Regions from separate parts of the Mus musculus genome. Here region 2 is linked to region 1. A link is a contact called in public HiChIP or PLAC-seq data. All regions are on one chromosome and are shown on one strand. The core of a region is the stretch at or near the end of the contact, and the rest is flanking DNA. Distances in the headings are between cores, read along the strand shown.

Region 1 (5,639 bases), core at 214-2,713:
GCCCGATAGGATTAGGTGTGGGTTTACTGAAATCCCATTGGCTGGAATATTTGTTGATATTTCCACCCCCTAGCTTGAGAAATACTTCTTTTCTCTTTGCTTTAATGCTTATTCCTCTCAGGCTCTTTCCACAGGGACTGATGCGTAGTATGCTTGAGAAATTCTGTTGGGTGTGTGAACGCTTTCTATTTATTGTCTTCAGATATTTCATACAGAGGAAGCATATGTAATGGAAATATAAGATAAAATAAGTAAAACACTCCTGTGTGCCTAATACCTTCGCTTAAGAACTAAATTGTTGTTAAGATGGCAAAGCCTCCTTTGTGTCCCATACTAATTATGTTTATTTTCTCCCCCTCTGGAGGAAACTTCTATTCTACTGTCTTTCTGCATTTACCAACACTAGCAGTTTAGGATGCTCTGTTACATATAGTCCTTAGCCAAGATCCTATATGGCTCAAAATATATCTGAACTCTTGTAAAAAATACACACACACACACACACACACACACACACACACACATATCAATGATGATGAATATATTCTAATAAGTTGCTTTTTTTCTCTCAACATTTTGCCATTTTTCTTAATGTTCATAGACTGCAGTTCTTTTTTATTGATGTGTTATGAAGAAATGACTAAACTACAATCTACTTAACCATGCTCCAGTCAAGAAATAGTCCAGTTGGCCACAGATAGTGTTTGTTCAGTGCTGAACACCCCTTCCCTCCCCAGGCTTTCTCTCTAATGTCAGGAACAAGGCAAGAGTGTCCATTCTGGGAGTTTTAGCTAGGACAATCCAGTGAGAAGAATAAATAAAAGGTCATGAGGTCCTCAAAGAAGGTGCCAGGAATCCCTAATAGAGAAAGATTCATCTCTTCAGCAAGCGGTGCTGGAAAAACTGGACATCTTCACAGTCCAGACAAAGAAGCTGGACTCTTAGCACATTCTGTGTACGAGTCTTAACTAGAACTGGACATCGTGGCACATCCCTGCGGCCCTACACTTAGAGGGATGAGGCTGGGGGATTACAAGATGGAGGCCATCCTGGGCAAGACTGTCTTTAAAAAGAAAGGAGGGAAGGAGGAGGGAGGGATATAGGAAGAGAAAGCACAAAAAAAGAAAACAAAGATTAAGGGCCTAGACTAGAGATAATACAGTGGTATAAAGGCCATTAGCCTAGCATGGCCAGACCCTGGGTTCAATTGCCAGCACCATCAGAAACAAAAACTATTGAAATGCTGAAAACATGTCCATGACCCAAATGTAAGACCCAAAACAACAAAACTCTCCTGCTCCCAAAGTGGAGTACAGGGGAAAGCTTCCTGAGTTTGGATTTGAGAGTTACTCCTTGACTCTTGACTCTTGACACCTGAAGCTTAGCTCACAGAAGCTAAGACAGACACATGAAAACACAGCAAAACTCAGACCTGCCCAGCACAGGAAATGAGCAATGCAGCAAACACGTGGCCTGTAGAATTGGAGGGTGTTGCCAAGTATCTGGAAGGGTCAGCTCTGAAAATCTCTGGAGAAGTCTCACAACTCAACAGCAAACCCAAGCAACCTCAGTTGAGAGTGGGCAGAGGGGCTGGTGAGATGTTTTAGCGGTTAAGATCGCTGAGTGCTCTTCCAGAGGTCATGAGTTCAAATCCCAGCAACCACATGGTGGCTCACAACCATCCGTAATGAGAAACAAACTAACCAAAAAACAAACAAACAAACAAACAAACAAACAAACAAAAACAAAACAACCTATCCCCTCTCTCGGGGGTAGGGGGAAGAGAATGGGCAGAGAAGTGAGGTAGAGATTTATCTGGCCGGAGAAGGCACATAAGAAGGCACATAGATGACCAGCAAGTGGACGCAATTGCTCTGGGTCATTAACCATCAAATATCTGAAAGCCACAAAGATCCAGCACCTCGCACTCGATGGCCACAAGTGGGACCTGGGAAAGTGGAGGTGGCTCAGCAGCTAAGAGCACCGCTGCTCTTGCAAAGGACCTACATCTAGCTGCTCACACCCACCTGTGACTCTGCCTCCAGGAGATCCCTCTGGAGGAAGAGGCAGGAAGAGGAAGGCACCTATATGCATACTCTCCAATACACATAAGTAAACTAACACTTTTTTAAAGACAAGTGTTGGTGAGGATATGGAGAAACTTGCCCCCGTGCACTGAAAAATGTGAATATAAAGAGATAAAGCCATAAATGAAAAGTTGTATTTAGGTTTCTCAAAAATTAAAAATAAAATAAAGCTGAGGGCATAACACATGGTAGAGTGCTTGCCTAGCCTGTGTGGGGCCCTGAGTCCACTCCTCAGCCATTTCCAAACAATTTTCACTAGAATTGCCACATGACCTAGGGACCTCATTTCTGGTTATTTATCCGGAAGATTAGACAAAAGCAGATATTTGCATCCTCAGTCTTGTTCACCGTGGCCAAAAGGGGAAGCACCTAATGCCTATCAACTGATACATGCATAAAGAATGACATATACATGTAATGAAATGTTACTTGATCATAAAAAGGCCCTGTCATCTAAGTGAAGCCTGAAGATATTGCGCCTAGTGACATAAGCCAGTCACACACAAATAGCATGTGACTCTTGTGAACTCTCTAAACTTGTCAAACTCTTAAAGAAAGAAACAGTGGTTAGCAGACCTGTGAGGACTAATAGTTATCTTGTTCAATAGATGGGTCTCAGTTTTACACAACATAAAGTTCTAGAGATCTGTCCCTCAGCAGTTCACATCCTGTCATCACTGCTGCACACCACAGCTTAAATAATGGTGTGGTGGTGAAATTTACATACTTAGCAGTTGATAAATAAAAATTGAATGGAATTGTGGAACAGTAGAATATGCACGTCTTAAGTTGCTTCTAATTTGCTAGAATCAGTGAGTTAATCACTCCAAAGTGGCCATACCACCAAATGCGTGCTCTCAGTGTGTGCAAGATTCTAGTCTCTCTGCCCACTCATAACACCTGAAAAGCTTGCCAATCTGATAGCTGTTTCAATTGACTTTTTTTTTTTTTTTTTTGAGCAGAAAATTCAAGTGTCTTTTGGGATTTTTTTTTTTTTCCCCGCCATCTGGGTTTCTACTCAAATGCTAATCTCTTTCTGGTTGGGCACATTTTTAGGCTGTTTGGGTTGTTTTTTTCTTACTGGTGTTTAGAATCAATTATTCACATACTCTGTGTACTAATCTTTTATAAATCATTGAGTAGCTACTGTCTTCTACCTGGTGATCGGTCATCTCACTTTGTAAGTACACCTTTAAGAAAAACAAATTTGGGGCAGGAGATGAGGCTTAATGGCCGGCATACACTTGGTGTGTGTGAGACACCCACACCCACATCCCTAGAGCTCCCTACCCCGCCAGCACTCTGTGCTCTCCAAAACAGGAAACAAGCTTTTGGCATAGCCAAATTTATCTATCTTTTCGATGATGCTTTGTTCTTTTCTTTCCTAATGGATTTTCTCCTAAAAAAAAATAATGTTGTTCTGGAATAGATCATTTTAATTGCATTTATTGTTTTATACATTCACTTGTGTGTGCAGGTGCACAGTCACCTGCATGCTTGTGTGAAAGCCTGAGGCTAGCATTTATCCTCTTACTGAACCTAGAGCTTATCCTTTCAGATAGACAGGCTGGTCAGCACACCCTCAGAATCCACCTGCCTCTACTTCCCACCAGAGACCCACTGACACCGCTGAATCCAAACTCAGACCCCCATGCTTATGCCACAAGCACTTTACCCAGCGAGCCATCTCTCTGGCTTTGTAGAATAGCTTTTGAAGAGACAAAAAAAAAAAAAAAAAAAAAAAAAACGGTAATAGGAGGCAGAGAGATGTGTGAGGAGAGGTTTTCCTTGGACTGGCAATGTGGCGGTTAGCAGAATGTTTGCCTAACATGTGCTGGCTGGTGGCACGTGACAATTTGACACAAACTAGAGTCATCAGAGAGGAAGGAGGCTCAGCTGAGAAAATTCCCCCCACCCCATGAACTCCAGCTGCAAGGCATTTTCTGGATTTTTGGTGAACGGCCGGGGGGGGGGGGGGGGCAGCCCACTGTGGGTGGAGCCACCACCCACATGGCCTCTGCATCAGCTTCTGTCTCCAGTTTCCTGCTTGAGTTCAGTGATGAACTATGATCTGGATGTGTAAGTTGAATAAGCCCTTTTTTTCCCAACTTGATTTTTTAATCATATTGTGGTTGTTTTTTCTTTGTTTGTTTGTTTTGCAGCAATAGAAACTCCAGTTACGACAGCATACTCGAGACCTTGGCTATGATTCCCAGGACCACATAAACTGAATGTGGCCTATAATCCCATTATAGTACTTGAGAGGTGGAAACAGCAGAATCTCAATTACAAGGTCATGCTCTGCTACATAGTTCAAGGTTAGTCTAGACTATGTGAACCCCTGTCTCAAAAACAAACAAATAAATCGAAAACAAATAGAAGGGTTCTACCTCCATGGAGAAGGAAGGTAGAAGACTGTATGCCTGTGTGTACTCTGGTCAAGGTTGCTCCAGGGACAATGACTTAACCTGAGAAGGGCAGGCTGTCCCATGAAGGTTTGCAGAGTTTTGGGGTGCTTATGGGAGTGATGAACTCTGCAGGTGGCACATAATATTTCACCTGGAAGGGAAGTACTGTGTTTTTCCACTTCTTTGTGAGCAACATCTGATCAACATAAACCAAACCAAGTGTGCTCTGATGTGTCCAGCTTTCTACACCCATTTCTTACCTAGGACTTTCTACACAGTAGAAGCAAAGTGATTTCAAGATGATTAAAGACAAAAGCTCTGAGGATTAGAAGACTACAGGGACCGGCAGAAGTAGGAATGCCCTTCCCTTGGAGCCTATGAAAGCGTTAAGTAGAGGCCTGGAAGGAGTCCTCTGTAGCTGCTGTTTAAGCCCTCCAGGAAAGCTATTTCCTTTTTTTTCCAAAGAATTGTATTGTATTTATTATTATTATTATTATTATTATTATTATTGTGTGTGTGTGCACGTGCACATGTGTGTATGGTATGGCACTCATGGAAGGTCAGAGACTATCTTACAGGAACTGTTTCCTTCTTTCCACCATGTAGTATTTCCCGAGGATTGAACTCAGGTCATCAGGTTCTGTGAGAGGCACCTTTACCCCTACTCCTGAGAGTATTTCTTGAATTAAGTAGCTGCGCAGGCTTTAGGTGCTCAGCCTCAACCCCAGAGAGAGGAAATTCAAGGAGGAGTCATGTACAACGATTTGGGCGGAAACAAGGCTCTGAAGCCTGCCCTCTACAGCAGAACAGAGCTGGCATGAAGAGGAGCAGATCGGCAGAGAGCGTCGGTGAATGACGCTCGGGGCTCCTCCAGAGGGACATAACCATCAATCTTTAGTTTTTCATCCTGGGCAGACGAGGGAGCAAAAGAGGAAGGACTGCACAGTGTGAGTTATCACACAGCCCTTGCTTCTTGAGCTAGAGAGATTTATGGAGTGGAGCTTGGAGCGGAAAGTCCCATCACCTTCAGACACCTTTGCCAACTACATTTGTGCACAGATACTCCATTCCCCGAGTGCATGCTTACTTCCGTAGGAATCACAGTTTGCTACAAAATGCCACTGTACATTTTGTTATCAGCCCT
Region 2 (4,857 bases), core at 150-2,649, 240 kb after region 1:
TTCTTCTGGAGAACAAGTCTCACTATGCAATTACATAATGCTATATAATCATGTGGTTGAATCTTAAATAGGACAGCCTATGGAAAATGCACAACACGTAGGACCGAGCACATTCTAGGGGTCAAATACATTGGCTATTATCATTGTCCTGCACTCATTTACCTAGGCTTTCAGCCACCTCTAAAGGACCTTTGAAGTTCACGGATTCCAGCTCCATGTCTTACACATGGGAAAAATAAGGCCTAAAAAGAAGAGACTTGGGTCAGAATCAGAACCTAGATTTTCTTTTACCCAGGCTCTTTCCCTGAGACATGCCCTTGCCCTTAGTTGAACAATGAAGAATTCATCTGGGGTAGTGTTGGGTTTTCTGTCACTGAGACAATGACTTGAGGAACAACTTCAAAGGCCATGTCTCTGCTCACAGTTTCAGGCCTTTAACTATGGCCTGGGCAACACTGTGTCCAGTGGAGCAGAGCATCATAGCTGTGATGATGTAGAGGACAGAGTTACTCAGCTTATGGAAACCAGGAACAGGACCCTCCAGAGGTATGCCCCAGTTGCCTTCCTCCATCTAAGCTCCACCTCCTAATGTTTCCATCACACCCTAAAACAGCGCCCCCAGCTGGGGACCAATTGGTTCCACATGCAAGCCTGTGGGGAAATATTTCATATTAAAACCATAACAAGCAGACTGGGGCTTCCTCTGCCACGAGCATTCTATTAGGAATGATTACTTTAGATCCTCTTTTCAAAAAGACCTCCCTGGAAATAAAGAACGAAAAGGAAAACAAAATGACTCACTCTGAATCCCACAACAAACGGGGACCTAGGAGCTGAAGAGTTGGTAAAGTGTTGGCCTAAAATGCCCAAAGCCCTGGGTTCAATCCTCACCACGTTATAAGATGGGTGTGGCGATATAAGCATGTATTCCCAGCACTCAGGAAGTAAAGGTAGGAGTCAGAAATTCCAGAACATCCTTGGCTACATATCAAATTCCAAACCATCATGGGTTAAATGAACCCCTGTCGCAAAGCCAAAAATAGAGAGAAAAAGAAAAAGGAAAAGAAACAAAAAATTAGTTTGACTGTCAGAAGGAAACACTGCAGGGCCAAGAGCAAGATGGCCTGGAGCCTAAACAGAGGGGTCCTCTTTTCTCTACACTGGCAGCCTGTCAGAAAAATACCCTGGGGTGTTACAGATCCCAGGCTTAGACCCTGGCAATGTGGTCTCAGAAATCCAAGAGGTGGGGCCCCAGAGGGGACATGTGCTTCCCAGGGCTTCCTTGTGAGAGAAAAAAATACTACAGGAAGTAGTTCCTGGGGTAGGTTCTTTGGGCTTGTCTACTCTGACAGGAAGTGGGGTACCAGGGAGTGAAGCAGACATGTTGGGCTCTGCTGGTCCAGGTATCTCACCCCGACATGCCTCAGTCCTGAGCCTGTAACTCCACCCTAGCTACAGCCCAAAACAGCACTCCATAAAACACACATTGCTTTAATTTTCCTTTGAAGGGGCAATTTAGCAGGCCACCTGCAAGCCCTTGGGAGAGTTAAGGAGATCTATCTTGTTTTCTCCAAGTGCCCTCCCCAAAGTGGATTCCTGAGGTCAAAGTTCACAGGTAACTATTGAGGAGGAAGAGTGTTTGGAATAAGCATAGTGTTTGCTGAGAGTGGAGAACAGAAGTATTTTTAAATTTATATGAAGGAAAAGAGAGAAAGCAGGAGAAAGCCAGGCCCAGCCAACAATGAGGAACACACAAATGCTGTGTGACTCAGCCTGGATCTTTTCCCTCTCTGGGTCTCCTGTAAGCAAATATCTCATAAAGTAAGAAATGTGTGACTCAGCTCCAGCCTCTGGGGCCCTCACACCTACTCAAGATGAGATTCTCTGATATTCATGCTCACAGCCAAACTTTACTTACAGAGCCCTGGCATTTTCCTTTTTGGGATCTTGCCAGGACTCACTAAGAGCAATTTCAGCCCCCAGCAACCACAGACCCTCCTCTGCCCTCAACTTCACCCCCTGGGTTCTTCTGCCTGTCTTCAAAGGTGGATTTTATTAGGCTGCTGGGAGGAGGGAGCCACCACCCTTCCTTAACTTTTTTTTTCCCAGGGATTTTCCCATGGCCTTTCTCTTCTTCTCTCTAGAGCAGGACTGAGGGGCAGCCGCTCCTTGGTCTCTGGATATATCCAAGATCCTTAGGGACCACAAGAGAGTGGGAGATGTAAGGGACAGGACCCTAGGGTGCCTTGCACAGGTACTGACTCCCCTTCAGCTCCCTGCAAGGAACATCTCCTGTCGGTAAGGTATGTGAAGCTCAGAAGTTTGGGGGTACTCTCTGCAGCCTCCACCAACTCCTCTCCCAGGGGTGATGTGGGAAAATGAGGGCTAGTCAGAAGCAGAAATGTAGGATGGGGGTCTCATTCACTCAGGAGCCCTCCCCCTTCTTCACACTTTGGAAGAGTTTTTCTGGTCTCTTAGAATTCCAGCCTCAGTATTCTCAGAGTAGGGTGATAAAACAAGGAGCCTGTTCTCAGGCTAAGAAGGGCTCCAGAGGTCAGGGTCGGGGATGGAAGGCAGGATATCTTGGCTGTGGGCCGGAAGACAGAAGTATGGGAACCCAGGGTGATGGGAAACTCCGGTCCCTGAGGTAGCAGCAGCAGCAGACCTCACCAGGGGCGCCCACTGGAAACTTGCCAAGCTTCTGCAGCCCCGGCATCCCAGTGGGGACCTGAGAAGGCCTGATGCCAAGTCACAGGGCTGGTTCTAAGGGATGGAAGGGCAGATTCTCCCCCAGCAGTTGTCAAGGGGAAGAGAAACAGAATAGAGCCCACACGAGGGGATTGAGAGGACCAGACAAACCTCAAATAGTGGAGTCTTGTAGTACTCTGTGTGTTAAGCTCCCCCTTTTGTCTGTCTGCTTTTTGCAATACTCTACATAGTCCTAGCTGTCCTGGAACTCAGTATGTAGATCAAAGTGACCTCAAATTCACAGAGCTCCCCCTGCCTCTGCTTCCCAAGTGCTGGAATTAAAGGCATGCACCACCAAGCCTAGTTTAGTTCTCAACCTTTTAAATATAAATAAATTGAAAATATAAGCAATAAGAAAGTGTCCTCATTTCATGCGGATATGCCTAGAATTCACACTCACCTACTTTCTCTGGATCTATAACCCGCCCAACTCAATTTCAACACCATCCATGGCTTACCACTTAACCTTCCCTCTAGGAAGTGGCTGTGTGTCAGTCTGCCGCTGGGCCTGTCTCTAGTCTTACCACCATGGATACACAGAATCTCAGAACAGGGAGGCCCCAGCACCTCATGGTACAACTACAAAGCTGACCAGAGAAACTGCTTGCTCGGGGATCACAGAGCTAGAAAGAAGCAGAGCAGGGACTTGAACGAGTTCATTGGTGTGCTCTCCTCTGTAGTCAGGCTCTCAGCCAGTTATACACATAGATGCCAGGCACCATGGTAGGCCAGGGAAGTGGAAATTAATAGGAGCCCTGCTTCTGAGGCTCAGCAAGGAGAGGGAACTATTCCACATCAACTTCCAAAAGAACATACCCTCTCCAAATGCAAAGCACCAATTCCTAAGAACAGTCAAAAGGCATGCATAAAGCCCAGCGCTGCATGAACCAGGTGTGGTGATAAACACATGTAACCCTGAAACTTGGGGAATAAGAGCAGGACAGGAGTTTAAGGTTATCCTAAGTCATATATTAAGTTCAAGGCCAGCCTGGGGCTACATGAGACCCTTTCAAACAAACAAACAAATAAACAAACCGGTGTCAAGTATATCGACATGCTTCTGTAATCCCAGCACTCAAGAGGGAGGGAAGTAGATCAGGAGTTCATGGCCAGTCTGGGTTGCACAGCAAGACCTTGCCTTAAAAATGGGACCTGAGAGAGCTAAGCATAGTGGAGCATGCTTTAGCCCCAGCACTTGAGAGGCAGAGCCAAGTGGATCTCTGTGAGTTTAAATCTAGCATGATTTATACATTGATTCACGGGACAGCCAGGGCTAGAGAGGGGTTAGAGAGGTGGCTTTGCAGTCAAGAGCAGTTGCTGCTCTTCCAGAGGACCCAGATTCTATTCCCAGTAACCTCATAGAAGCTCACAACCATTTGTAATTCCAGTTTCAGAGGATCATGTGCCCTCTTCTGGCCTCTCTAGGTACTACATGTTACACAGACAAGCAGAAAAAACATCCACATATAAAGTAAGAAGAAATATTTTTTAAAGGTGGAAATAGCCTGAGAAATAACACCAAATGCTTCCTCTACCCTGTCCTTATGCCTCCTGGAAGAGACAGGCACAAACCAGCAGCTATTGAGTGGCACTTTGACCACTCAGGCAGAGGCAATGCAAATATAAATAATTAGTCTTCATTGGAGACTTCATCTTTGTATGTGATAAGGCTGGAGGCAAGTTGGGACTAGATCAGAGAAAGCTGTGAATTCCAGCTGGAAGTCAACTATTTTTCATCGGAACTGGGGAATTACAGAAGGTTTCTATCCGGTGTGAAAGAGAGTCTCATGCAACAGGATTAGAGCTCTGCCCTGGAAGCAGCTCACAAATCAGACAGAATGCCTGTGAGAAAATGTGAAGCAACAAGAATGTTGGTGTGATACTGTCTCTGGAGGTGAGTGTGTGCTCTCACATGCAGATACATGCACACATAAGCCTGGTGATCTAAGAAAGCCTGCTTCCAACCAAACTACCCCAACCCGCTGTAGTGGGGAGGTGATGGACTTCCCTTCCCCCTTTGCCTCCTCATCTTCCTAGATACCTGGCTGGGCAAGAATGCAGCCACCACCCTTCCCTACCACCACCACCACACCACCACTACCACCCCCC

Evidence for each region. HiChIP or PLAC-seq counts read pairs in DNA pulled down with a chosen protein or histone mark.
Region 2: a CTCF HiChIP or PLAC-seq map of the NIH/3T3 cell line shows a contact between it and region 1, with 8 read pairs. The contact joins two enhancer-like sites. A contact is called at or near these places in 1 of 15 datasets of contacts at CTCF or cohesin (the NIH/3T3 cell line) and 1 of 484 Hi-C or Micro-C datasets (embryonic stem cells).

Annotation. Positions count from the first base shown.
Region 1 is chr15:102,889,613-102,895,251 of GRCm38.p6, forward strand. No RefSeq gene overlaps it. Among named protein-coding and RNA genes, the nearest start is that of Hoxc13, 29 kb to the right of the region's middle. Within about 2 kb of position 1,464, at least 7 of the 459 cell types and tissues checked have an H3K27ac peak or open chromatin away from gene starts, as enhancers often do. A contact at or near this core is called in the NIH/3T3 cell line, where this site is marked.
Region 2 is chr15:103,126,797-103,131,653 of GRCm38.p6, forward strand. D930007P13Rik (Riken cDNA D930007P13 gene) reads right to left here. Exons shown (of 7, transcript NR_045743.1): 4 at 163-242. Among named protein-coding and RNA genes, the nearest start is that of D930007P13Rik, 18 kb to the right of the region's middle. Within about 2 kb of position 1,400, at least 26 of the 459 cell types and tissues checked have an H3K27ac peak or open chromatin away from gene starts, as enhancers often do. A contact at or near this core is called in the NIH/3T3 cell line, where this site is marked.